Linked DNA regions of Ovis aries: region 1 is linked to region 2. The links are chromatin contacts, called in public Hi-C maps. All regions are on one chromosome and are shown on one strand. Each heading gives the region's core, a stretch centred on a gene start, on an enhancer-like site or on the middle of the called end of the contact. The rest is flanking DNA. Distances are from core to core; before and after follow the strand shown. Region 1 overlaps FAM13A (family with sequence similarity 13 member A). Region 2 overlaps FAM13A (family with sequence similarity 13 member A).

Region 1 (6,511 bases), core at 3,303-5,802, 220 kb before region 2:
TGAAAAGGGGAGTGTGTGTCATGAAATGAAGCCAATGACAAACTGTAACAACTTGGAATTCATTCAATGTCTTCCTTGCTTACTAGTAAAAACGCTGTATTTTAATTATTTCTTGTTTGCTGACTCTGAGTAATAGCCAAGTTTAAGCAGCCAATTGCTTTGCTTTTTAAAAAAATCAAATACATTGAGAGATTTGAGCAATCATCTCATGTTCATCAGGCCATTGAGTGCTTAATGTCCTTAGACATGTGGTGTTATATTCTCTTGCAACAGCTGCCTGTGGGAAGAACATTTATCAAATAGACCCAAGTAATAGTCCAAATCTAAGAAGCTACAGCTGAGAAGGGCAATAACAAAGATAGAAGGGTTTTAGTGGGGGCCTATCTAACTTACCTTTTTTACATTTAATTTTTAGTTTATCTTGGAGTATAATTGACTTACAATGTTGTGTAAGTTTCAGGTGTACAGTAAAGGGATTCATTTACACATTAAATATATCCTTTCTTTTTCAGATTCTTTCCCATAAAGATCATTACAAAATATTGAGTCGAGTTTCCCGTGCTGTATTAACTTATCTTTTCATGTGACTCAACATTGGCAAATGCACGTAAATGGATGACACCTAGACTTACGATCTCTTCCTGAGCTGCACTCATTTCTAAACTGAAGCCACAGAGTGCAATGCCTATCGATTTAATTACACAGCAAGCTAACTGAAACTGCAAAAAGCGTGGTGCTTTCTATGCCTAAGAAAAACCAAGTACTGTTGGGAGAATTCCCAGACTGAGGTATTCAGAATGGACCCTCAATTACTGGATCAAACCACCATTCCATTCAATTCCCTTTTGAACTGTCACGATAAATGTTCCAATTAGTCCAACTTACTAATTGGTTAATGTGGCTGGCTACCTCCAAAATTAACATAATCTGCATATTTAGCTGCACACTTTAACTACATTTTCAAGTGATTTGAGCTAGACGAAACAGTTTGTAAGTGTTCCTTGGGTATTGAAGTACAGCAAAATAGGTAAGGATTAGTTCCATTCATTGAAAAATCAGAAAAAAAAAATCTACTGGGGCTTAAAAAATGCAAATAGCCAAAGGAGGAGAAAAAGGGAGGGACAAGTGAAAAGACAAAATTAAAAGTATTAAGTAAACACTTTCTCTGGAATTCAGGTTTTCCCCTCATGTTGCAACAAATGTGCTAAATGGAAGAATTTTCTTAGATGAGATTTCTTCAAGGATAATGAGGTGAGTGAAAATTAGCATATTTTCTTTTCTTCCTTCTTCTGCAAAAAATAAAGTGCCATACTTGTGCCTTTTTGATTTATCCACAGTCTCAGGCATCAGCATTTATAACCCCCAGTTACAGCATTTATAACCCTCCAGTTGGGGTGTGATGGAGCAGCTGGTGTTCTGCCGCTCAGATTTTTGGTTCTGCTCCATTCAGGAACACAGTAGAAAACATTCTCCCTGTTACTTTTGGAAAACAAACACCAAGAGTTTTCAGATCAACTTCTAGCCAACTGTTTGCCCCTGTAAGTTCAGGGGGACATTTTTGTAGATATATGTATACTTCTTTATTATAAATCCAAGCAACTTCGCTTACAGTTTTATTATTTGTATGCTGTTAACTAAGAAAGCAACACCTAGCCGCCAGGAGAAATAAAAACAAACCACTTAACTTCAAGAGCAAACAGGTTTTCCTGACCAATGGGTAAATGCAAAAACTGTTAATGAGCTGAAACTGCTAATGTTCACAAGACTAGAACTAACTTCGTTTAGCGAACACGAAGAGGTATTATGCTTTGGAAGCAAAACAAACAAAAGGCTTCCAAAAATTTGCAACCTTCCCCGCAATAAGGTAGGGAAATAATTAAATTCTTTTCTTGATTGCTTAGTACAAATTTGAAATATATTGTTTGGGGCTGAATAGTATCTCCTCAAAAACAGTATCCCCTAACCCCAAGAAACTCAGGATATGATCATGTTTGAAAATAGTCTTTACAGAGGTGATCAAGTTAACGTTACCATAATGGGCTCTAACGCATACAACCAGCACCCTTATAGAGCAGACAGAGGTGGATACACACACAGGTAGCACACCATGTGAACACTGGAATTGTGTTGCCACCAACCAAAAACTCCTGGAAGTAAGGAGAGAGGCCAGGGATAACTCATTTCCCAGTGTCTTTTGAGGGAGCCCAGCCCTGCCAACATGTTAATTTGGGATTTCTGGCCTCTAGAACAGTGAGACTGCAAGGAAATCCAACCAGTCCACTCTGAAGGAGATCAACCCTGGGATTTCTTTGGAGGGAATGATGCTAAAGCTGAAACTCCAGTACTTTGGCCACCTCATGCAAAGAGTTGACTCATTGGAAAAGACTCTGATGCTGGGAGGGATTGGGGGCAAGAGGAGAAGGGGACGACAGAGGATGAGATGGCTGGATGGCATCACTGACTCGATGGACGTGAGTCTGAGTGAACGCCGGGAGTTGGTGATGGACAGGGAGGCCTGGCTTGCTGAGATTCATGGGGTCGCAAAGAGTCGGACACAACTGAGCGACTGAACTGAACTGAGGACAGTGAGACAATAAATTTCTGTTATTCTCAGCTACCCTGTTGGTGGTGTTCTGTCACAGCTGTGCTGGGAAACTAACAATTCTACTAAAAATATTCCGCCCCCCCCAAATCCAGAATTAAGAACCTGCCTAACAAAAGTGTCTCCATCTTACACATAGGTTATACTCTGGAATTTCATTTGTAGGATGGCTAAGACTAGAATCGGTTTCTCACACTGACATGGGGATTTGACTTCCAGGCCTGTACTAACCTCTCATTCAAATAAAGTATCCTCAATAAGCACTCCAGAGTCAGTGTTTTGAAAAACTTTGGCCACGACCCAGTTAGAAACACATTTTACATTGTGACAGTACGCAGACACATAAAAGAGACAAACACTTCATAGCATTATTCTTACTTTGGATATTTTCTATTTTGTCATATTTCACGGATATAAAGTTATATAAAACACTGGTCACAATCCGCTAAATTGGTTTTATGACCACCAAAAGGTCATGACCCACAGTTGAAAAATGCTATGCTAAACACACATCTCCCTGGCTTGAGGCATAATTAATGCACAATGAATGCTGCTGAATTAAGATCAACATTCTCATAGGACAGACAGCAAACACTCTTTTCTTCTCTGCTTCACTGTCAGAATCAGCTCTGGGCCAAAAAAGGTACAGATTTTGTTGAGCCCGGATCACAGATAAAATCAGAGAGAAAGCAGGTCCAGATACACCTAGCAATATAGATGTGAGAAAGTCATTCTAGGTGAGCATGGGGGAGCTGATAGAGGATTTCCAGGTCTCTTCAATATTCTTTTCCTGCTTATACCACAGGATGGTGTCAAGAAGGAGACTCAGGGACCCATGGCTTTTTTTGATTTTGCCTTCCTTACTGACCTGGGCTGCCCAGGTTGCGCTAGTGGTCAAGAATCTACCTGTTAATGTAGAAGATGCAAGAGATGTGAGTTCAATTTCTTGGCTGGAAAGAGTCCCTGGGGTAAGAAATGGCTACCCACTCCAGTATTCTTGCCTAGAAACTTCCATGGGCAGAGGAGCCTGGCGGTCTACAGTCCATGGGGTGAAAAAGAGTCAGACACAACTGGGAGCTTCTAGAGATTACTAATGACCACGACATTCTTTATCACCTATATTCTGTCTCTTCGATTCAAAGAACTAGTATACTTGGAAGGAACTAGGGAGCACCTTACTCTGTTTCCGTCCCTCTACCCAGCTAGTTCTGTCCCTGGATGCCCTTCTAATGAACACTGTTCAATCTCTAGGGAACTGGAGGGGACTGGTGAGGGTGTGTGCCTGCCAGCAACAGGATGCAAAGCTTTTAAGCAGGGAGGGGTGGGGCTGCTTTACCTTCTGTCTCTTCAATCTTTTCCTATAGTGAGAAAGTAAAAAGGAAACTATTACTACCTGTGGACCAGCTGACACAGCTGAGAGTCTCACATCGTACTTTACAGGGGATCCTGGCTGGAGATGCGTTTAGAAGTCACTGGACAGAGTCCTCATTCCTGTTATAATAATTTCAGTTGCATTAACAGCCAACTGCTCTCCTTAAAAAAAAAAAAAAAAATCCCTCACTCCTACTCATGGTCGGTCACCAAACTGCACTGATTCTATCTCAAAAAGAGACAAATCTCTTGAATCTGACCTTTCCTTTCCATTTCCACCGCTTTAGTCCCTCACAGTGGCAATACTCATTTTCCCCTGCCATCCAGACCAGTTTATCCTTAATACTCCCATCAGATTTATCTTCCTAACCTGAAACCCTCTCCTGTTTCCTCTTTGTCTTTGGGGTGAAGTCCAGATGTCCAAACCTGGCACACAAGGGCAGCGAGCTTCCATCAACCTCGCACTGCACTTTCGTAACCCTGTCTGTACGTGCTGTTCCCTCTGTCTTGAATGCTTCCGGCACTTCTCTCTCTGTCTGGTAAATACTTCATCTCTCAGCTCAAATGTCATCTAATCTGGGAGGCCATCTCCATCACCCTGGAGAGGGGAGAGACTTCTCCATGCAGGTTCCCAGACACTCTGTCCACAACCATAAACCAGTGCCCAGCACATGATGCCACAGATTCCAGAGTTTGGAAGCTGGCTTCACCTCCTGGACTGGTCTTTATCTTTGTCCCCTGCAGCACCTTGCAAGGTACCCAGAACATTCTGGGTGTTCTGTCAGTGGCTGAGGAATAAAATCAGCATCGCTCAGACCATGCTGAATCCTGACATGACCGTGTGATTATGCATTGTGAAAACATACCCCGTTTATAATTTGTAAAATTAAATTTCCCAACTGGATGCATTCTCAGATAGCTGTATGTTGATTATTTTAAGTTATTTTGTTCCCTGTTATTCCAAACTTAATGGAACTGCAACTGTGCCATGGGCTTTCTCCCACCCTTATTTAGAGAATTTATTTTCTCCCACTGCACAGTTAGATGTGGGAGTGCTGCCATTGTGCCAGTAATGTAAACACTACACTTTTTGTAGGGTACTGTGAACCCAGAAAAGGATATGTTCGGGCAAGGCAATGTTTGAATACGGGCTTGCCACATACTCTATCTGTTTGTTCTGGCTTGAGAGCAGGAAAAGAAATTTTTTTCACTTCATTGCAAACCCAAAGCTTTGTGTGGAGCTTAAAGAAAATTTTGGTTTAGTCACAAAACTGTTTTCAAGGCAGCTGGAAGCTTTCATTTGTCTCTGAGATTCTTGTTCAGCAAAGTGCTATTTATCATTATTACAGATACAGCAAGATCGCCTTCGGGAGGCAGCAATTTAGAACGTAATATACAGTAAGTTTCTTTTTTGAGTGGGTTGATATTAATGGATAAGAGAATATTTTTAGAACATCAGCAAACACATTGAAATATTTCCTAATCTTTGGCTCTGAAACAAACACAAAGGAATAGGTGATACCTGCCAGAGGGAATAGGAAATTTTTTTTTTTAACTAATTTTTTTCAATTATTACCCTGGTAGCTCAGACGGTAAAGAATCTGCCTGCAGTGCAGGAGACCTGGGTTCAATCCCTGGTTTGGGAAGATCCCTTGGAGAAGGGAATGGCTACCCACTCTAGTATTATTGCCAGGAGAATCCCAAGGACAGAGGAGCCTGGCAGGCTACAGCCCATGGGGTTGCAAAGACTCAGACACAACTTAGCAACTAACACTTTCACTTTACAACCATTCTTAATGGCTTGCTATAACAAGGTGCCACAGATGGGGTGGCTTCAACAACAGAAACACTGACTTCTCACATTTCCAGAGGTTGGAAGCCTGAGATCAGGGTGCCAGCACGGTCAGGTTCTGCTGAGAGCTCTCTCTGGCGTGCAGACTGCCATCTCCTTGCTGTACCTCCACCTGGATGGGGTTGGTGGACGGGGAGACTGTGCTCTGGTACTTTTATCTCCTCGTAAGGGCACCAATCCTATCATGGGAGTCCCACCTCCATGAGCTCATGCAAACCTAATTATTCCCAAAGGTCCCACTTTAACATACCATCACCCTAGGGACTAAAGCTCTAGTATATGAATTTGAATAGTTTTATCATTTACAAAGAACTATAATATTCTTTAACTACAAAATTTCCCCTCTAAGTAAGTATGTTAGGCATTATCACCCCTACTTCATAGGTAAAGAAAATGACTTGCCCAAATTCACATGGCTAACTCACTGTCAGTGTCTGGATATCTGGATACGTTTCTTGACGGCGCGTTTACTATCTTTCATTGCTTTCCCCACTGTTATCTGCTGACTCTCTAGTACCTCTTCTTTTTTACCCAGTACTTTAGACAGGGTGATCTCTCTAAAACTTAAGAATAACCGTCACTTTAATTCACACTAGCTTCTTGGTTTGGGGTAAACAGCAAATATTTAGGCTTCAGAGCCACTGCAACCATCTCATGACAGCAGAGCCCATGGAGGTCTCCCTTGT
Region 2 (6,890 bases), core at 1,523-4,022:
TTGTTTAAGTCATGTGTGTTTTAAATATCTGTTCTAGAAGGCAATGGCACCCCACTCCAGTACTCTTGCCTGGAAAATCCCATGGGCGGAGGAGCCTGGTAGGCTGCAGTCCATGGGGTCGCGAAGAGTCGGACACGACTGAGCGACTTTCCTTTCACTTTCATGCACTGGAGAAGGAGATGGCAACCCACTCCAGTGTTCTTGCCTGGAGAATCCCAAGGACGGGGGAGCCTGGTGGGCTGCCGTCTATAGGGTCGCACAGAGTCAGACATGACTGAAGTGACTTAGCAGCAGCAGTTTCCTTCTGGCATTTAACTTTTGATATTTGTGTTGCACAGACATTTTGGTTATTTGGCAGAAAACTTCACCCATCTTTTTCTTCAGGGCTGGGTCTCCTTTGAAACACATTCCTTGATCCAAAATTAATCTTTAAATTCACACGTGTTATTCTAGTATTTTTATGACTTTACTTTGACATTTCTATCTTTGATCCATCTCTAGTTGAAAGAGGAAGAAATACAGCAATTATCTTTCTTCAAGTAGCTAGTCATTATTAAACTGTTTTAATTCCTGTTATTTTAATATCTGATATGCTAAACTCCCCCAACTTAAAGGAGTAACTGTAATATTTCAGAATTGTCATAAAATAAAGTCATATAGAATCTTTCCATAGAACACTCATTTTGAATGATAAACTTAAAACAAAAATCTCCAAACTGCCTGTTACCTGTATGATAAATAAACTTATATTTAGTTATAAGACACATAAACAATTCTGCTATGACTTGCCATACTACCGCTTCATCAACTATCGTCAATTCATCGTTACAGAGAACAACTCAAATATGCTTTCTTGTGATCTCTATTTCAGAAACTACTGGACACAACAGCTTTAGGATATGAAACAGAGTTACTCAAAGTTATCCTTATAGTATAGTCTTCCCTACTTAACTGGCCTAATTCTTCCATGCTAGTTTGCACTTTCCACCACTGTAACTAAAATGTCCCCAAAATCTTCTGCACAAGTATTAACAAATTAAACCCATCCACACAGCCAACCATTTTTCAAAAAAAAACAAAAAACAAAAAAAAACCCTGAAATAACCTAGATACTACTGACTTTATCCACACTGAGTAGATACATTTATCTATCACTCTGCTATTGACCTATTTTGACTTCTGATTCTGAAGGGCAAAGATGAAAATTCTCCTTGCAACACAATTTAAATGTGAAGACAGAGACATCTTTGTTTGACTATTAATCTAGTTTTCTTCAGTACTTGGTTTATTGTTTAAAAAAAAAACAAAATTAAATGTTTAATCCTGTTTGAAATTTGATCTAAATCCAATAATATAAATAGTCCCTTCAGATTACAGAGTTCCTTTTGTATTGTTTAAAACAGATAATGATAGTATTAAGGAAACCACCTTAAGGCAAGCAGATAGCCATGTAACAAAGATAATATTTTATGATGCTGTGCTGTTCACAATGTATTTTCACATTAGTGTTTGGTTTCTCACAACAACCCGGTTCAACTACGAATACCCCCTTGTGACAGATGGAAAGTGAGAAGTTAAACATCTTGCTCAGGGTCATGTTGGGCAAGCCAGGAAGTGGCTGAGCCAAGACTCAAAGCCATATCTCCAGCCTTTCAAATCTTGCCTCATTCCAATGCAGGATGAGCTTCCCCAAACCACAGAACAGTAAGCCACCAAATGATGAGGTGTATTAGTTGTTTCTGATGCAAGCAACTGAAATTCCAGCTTGAACTAGCTGAAATAATAATGACATTTACTAACACATTAAACTACTACTAAGGCGTTGAGAGGAATGGAAGCCTAACTTGGTAGATGCAATGGCTTGTGAATGTCACCAGTACTTGCCATTTACTGATCAATTAACTAAAAGCAGATCTTTAGGCTGCCTCCTCTCTTCACATCTGCCAGCAGCACTTGGTGTACTTAATTCATTGTTTACATTCAGACTGCTACCCTAATCATGGACCATATGTCCTTCTCTTTGTTTGGTTTGAGCAATTTAGGTTACGGCCAGGGAGACTTTTTGTTTACACATGTCCCAACTATCTTTGCATTTAGGTGGGAACATGTGACTAGTTCAAAGCCATGAATCATGAGAAGAGTAATGAGTTGCTTCCAGAGTGAGACAGATAAAATGCATGTGTGACTCCTCCATTTCTTTCCCTGATATAACTTAGGGGATACATGCTAATATGCTAAGATAATTAATAGATCACAGAATGGAGGAAGCCTACATACCAGAGCCACCAGATGGGAGAGAGGTTCTGACAACTTGCATGAGACTCTGAGTAGTTTAATTTTCATGCCTCAAGCTACTGAGATTTCAAGGTTTATCTACTGGAACATGCAGTGCTAGTTACCTTGATCGAAGCAGATTACATGCCCACCTGAGGGAAAGCTATGCATTGACCAGACTGAACATCATCTGAGATGGAATGGATGTGTGAGATCTTTTCACTACATGTAATTTCACAGTAAGAATTCCTGAGATATTCAATTGGAGACTCAAACAGTTAAAAGTACAAAACATTTATAATTGTCCTGCTAATTTTTGTTAATAGAAAACTGCATTTACACAAAAAGATACCACCAAGAAGACAGATGCCTTTGCAGATACACTCTCAGATTCTGGAAGATCTTCAAAAATAAAATATACCCAGGGAACTGCAAAACCTAGGCCATGACTGACCTGTCTGTGCAAATGTTTACTGAACAACTACTACTGCCCAGTCCTGAGCAAAAAGCAAGTAATGCAAATAAGACATGATCCCTTCTGTCCAAACGGCTACCTGCTGTGCTGTTGTGCTGTGCTTAGTTGCTCAGTTGTGTCCAGCTCTTTGAGACCCCCTGGACTGTAGCCCACCAGGTTCCTCTGCTTGTGAGGATTCTCCAGGCAAGAATATTGGAATGGGTTGCTATGCCCACCTCCAGGGGATTTTCCCAACCCAGGGACCAAACGCAGGTCTCCCGGATTGCAGGCAGATTCTTTACCATCTGAGCCACCAGGGTTGCCTACTAGATGACAGAAATTATGCTAAGAAGTTAAACAGATGGTCAAATAGTCCCCAAAATATACTATCAAGGTAGCATACTGCTCAATAATGTCTGAGATCAGAGTATAGTAACATAACCAATATTTAAACTCAGGTATGCCAGGCTCCAAACAAAGCCCATGCTTTTCAAAAATCTCAAATAAAGCTTAAAAAAATTAAATTCATTATGGCATTTAAAAAACCTAAATGTAGTCTGCATGGGAGGAAATTGGTACCAAATAATCAAACTAGAAACTACCAAGAGGATATCTCTGATGGTCTTGAAACTCTGCTCTTACATAATATTTGTTTGCTGTATTATTTAGGAAGATTTGGTTCAGCTAAATTGAGAACAAGAGAAACTGTAAGGAGAACAGATAGAACTAAGTATTGACAGTACATAAGGACATAGGCTAGCTTGGTAGACATATTCTACAAAGAAAAAGATGGAAGATGATTAAAAAGAGATGAAAGAACCAAGTTAAGCACCTGACATTTATGAGACACCAAATATTTATGTCTTTACTAAGTCGCCCATTGATTTTACCCATTCTGGCCCCATGCGCTTTCTGCCTGAGATATGCACATAAAAATTCATAGCTGTGCAGTGGTGTCTTGGTAAGTTACACTTATACCTAGGCACACTTGCCCCTGACGACAGAGCAAGTTGTGCTGGCTCCAGATACACTCCACCTGCTGAGCCAGCTCACACTCAATACTGGTCTTCAAAAATGTAACACGATCAAAGAAGGTTGATATGGCCAAGAAGGCAAGAAAGACAGGAAAGATGAACATTATGTAACATGGGGAGGGTGGTCTTTTTGTCCCATTTAAACCCTTTCCAAGTAGGTAAACCTATCTCATCTTTTCCCCCTTACTTTGTGCGGTGTCTTGCTGCTGCTGCTTGCTCAGTTGTGTCTGACTCTGTGCAAGCCCATAGATGGCAGCCCACCAGGCTCCCCCATCCCTGGGATTCTCCAGTCAAGAACACTGGAGTGGGTTGCCATTTCCTTCTCCAATGAATGAAAGTGAAAAGTGAAAGGGATGTTGCTCAGTCTTGTCCGACTCTTCACAACCCCATGGACTGCAGCCTACCAGGCTCCTCCCTCCATGGGATTTTCCAGGCAAGAATGCTGGAGTGGGGTGCCATCGCCTTCTCTGTGTGTGGTACCTTGCTGTTGCTGCTAAGTCACTTCAGTTGTGTCCAACTCTGTGCGAGTCCGTAGACGCCAGGCAGCCCACCAGGCTCTGTAGTCCCTAGGATTCTCCAGGCAAGAACACTGGAGTAGGCTGCCATTTCCTTTTCCAATGCATGAAAGTGAAAAGTGAAAGTGAACTCGCTCAGTCGTGTCCGACTCTTAGCGACCCCATGGACTGCAGCCCACCAGGCTCCTCCCTCCATAGGATTTTCCAGGCAAGAATACTGGAGTGGGGTGCCATCACCTTCTCTGTGAGTGGTGTCTTAGGTTGGTGCAATAAATCTACAAGAGTATCCTGATTTGGTCTGCGAGCCTTTTTGTACTGTGGCCTGTCTGCGCTATGTGTATAAAAAGGTAGCTGATAGCACCAGATGGTGAAGCTACAGGGGTGGATGTGCCCACATTAGGGACAAAGGCTATAAAGCCCGGGATACCCCTCAAATTGTAGCCAGCACCACCAAGAGTTGGGGCTAAGTTAGGACAGAATGATAGCTGGGGCCTGACAATACCAAGAGAACTGAGCCCCAAATTCACCAGTCACTGACTCGGTCCCTAAACTCACTCACACAGCAGAACAGTCAAGAGTATAAGAACCTACACATAGGCACTCAAGGTCCCTCCTTTATTCACCCATTGGAACATCCACTCCCTAGTCTCAGCCCACCTGACCTCAAAATGACCACATGGCACCTTGGACAGAAGAACTGGAAGGGCAGGGAATCTGAAAGACTCAGGATTCACCTGAGAAGGCCTGAGTCATCATCCAAAAGTGTATCAAAAACTAGGAGAAACTAAGATAATGCCAGCTGGCAAGTATGTTTCCTGTTCTGCCTGGGGGTGATTACTGAGGAAAAGTAAGTATGTCCCAGTAAAGAATTAACCTCTTCTATGTAATTTAAGTAAGTTTGTGAGTCCATTACAGTTTTACTAGCAGCACTGGCAATTTGGGAAACAGAAGATATCAAAAGGAAATGAGGACGGGAAAGTCAAAGGAACCAGGAATTTAAAATCTTTAAACCTCTCTTCCCACTTCAAGGATTCATGCACACACACCCATACACACACTTTACAAACATTTGGTACTCGATTATTTTGCCTGAAGAACAACTATCTTCAGTAACAGGATACTGAGCAGTTACTACACATATGTCTAAGCAGCAAAGTTCCAAACTACTAAGTTTATGAGCCCACATGCCTTCATTTATGTTTACTTGAAGTTCTCACTTTTCTGTCAGAAACATAAAGTGTTTTGATCTTCAATAGCCATATTTCCAGAAATATTATGCTCCGATTCCTAAACATGTGCTTCCTCCTACAGTCAAATTGGGACACAGCACAATCAAAGACCAAGCTAAAGTTAAAGAGTAGGGATGATTAAGAATTATTTCTCCTGGGAGCAAATAATCTCTTATATTGTACGATTTCTATATCAACCTTAAAGGAAATTTTGTATGTATTGGATATAAATTAAGGAAAAATATGGAACTTCATACATGGGTTACTCTGCATTTTAGTCAAGGTAGAGACCAATATATGCAGACTAAGAGCAAGTAGCAAAGGTCCAATCAAACAATCAGATGTCTGCAAAGGTCAGGACTAATAGGTCAATCTGCTGCTTTCCACATTTCCAGCTCTAAAGTCTTTCTTTCATAAAGCTGGAAAAATGCATACCTGTGTGGTCAAATATAAGCTCGGTATTGTCCACAAAGAAAAATAGGAATCTTGAAGGAAACTCTTTGGAGTGATAAAAAGACTACCAGCTGCACACCTAGATGCTACAGGCATCCAAGCATCGGGGTGAAAGGAAAAGAGTTAGGAAGACAGGAACACAGGATGCTGAGAAGTTCTGAGCTGAAAACCAGGGAGTTATCCTACAGGTTTACTAAGAAAATTCAATCCGTGGGGCTAGTGCACCATCTGGTGGCCATTCTGGGCCTACGTGTCAAAAATTTCCCAGATGTTTCTAGATATTTTACGATGCCACCAGAACTCCAACAAAAACACAGTTCATTCTGACACTTCACAGGATCTGATCAAAATGTGATGAAACACTAGAGAGCAGTTAAAGATGATAATACAGAGTAAGATATTTCTCATTTAGTAAACCTCCAGGACAAATAAAATGCCCCTTGGAATACAGTGCCAATTTGAGACAGATGTATTTTCTGTGTATTATTTAAAAATATGTAATTACAGCACTCTGTAATTTATGTAATTGTAGATATACTGGTTTACTGCAAAAGGTTACATGTAAGCACCAAGAGAATTGCATTTTTGAAAATTCATGAATTTCAGCCCTAGAAATACACACCTTTCTCCGTGGATTTTATTTATTACTGCTACTGTATTATAACCAGAAGTTTGTACGGTTGGTTAAGGATTTAAACATGTTTATCAACTTAGCTCTTTCACCATCACTTTTAGCAACCATGCTAAAACAAAACTTCTAGAATTACTAAATGAAAACGAAAATGGGAAATAAAAATTTGTTACATACATTCCTGGAAGCAAAGAAATTGATGGTTATTTTAATTCTTTTAATTTGCTCTCAATCTAGGTACAAGACATTTCCAATAACTACAATTTAACTCATACCTAACTCAGAACAAGAAAGTCTAAA

What was found. Hi-C and Micro-C count contacts between places; a contact is called where the count stands out from the background.
Region 1: a contact with region 2 is called in a Hi-C map of liver, with 5 times the contacts expected there. The contact joins two enhancer-like sites. A contact is called at or near these places in 6 of 16 Hi-C or Micro-C datasets (hypothalamus, liver, mesenteric adipose tissue and 3 more).

The regions. Positions count from the first base shown.
Region 1 is chr6:36,600,397-36,606,907 of ARS-UI_Ramb_v3.0, reverse strand. All of the region lies in intron 8 of FAM13A (family with sequence similarity 13 member A), which reads right to left. Among named protein-coding and RNA genes, the nearest start is that of NAP1L5, 140 kb to the left of the region's middle. Within about 2 kb of position 4,552, at least 11 of the 54 cell types and tissues checked have an H3K27ac peak or open chromatin away from gene starts, as enhancers often do. A contact at or near this core is called in liver, where this site is marked.
Region 2 is chr6:36,382,798-36,389,687 of ARS-UI_Ramb_v3.0, reverse strand. All of the region lies in intron 1 of FAM13A (family with sequence similarity 13 member A), which reads right to left. Among named protein-coding and RNA genes, the nearest start is that of FAM13A, 32 kb to the right of the region's middle. Within about 2 kb of position 2,772, at least 1 of the 54 cell types and tissues checked has an H3K27ac peak or open chromatin away from gene starts, as enhancers often do. A contact at or near this core is called in liver, where this site is marked.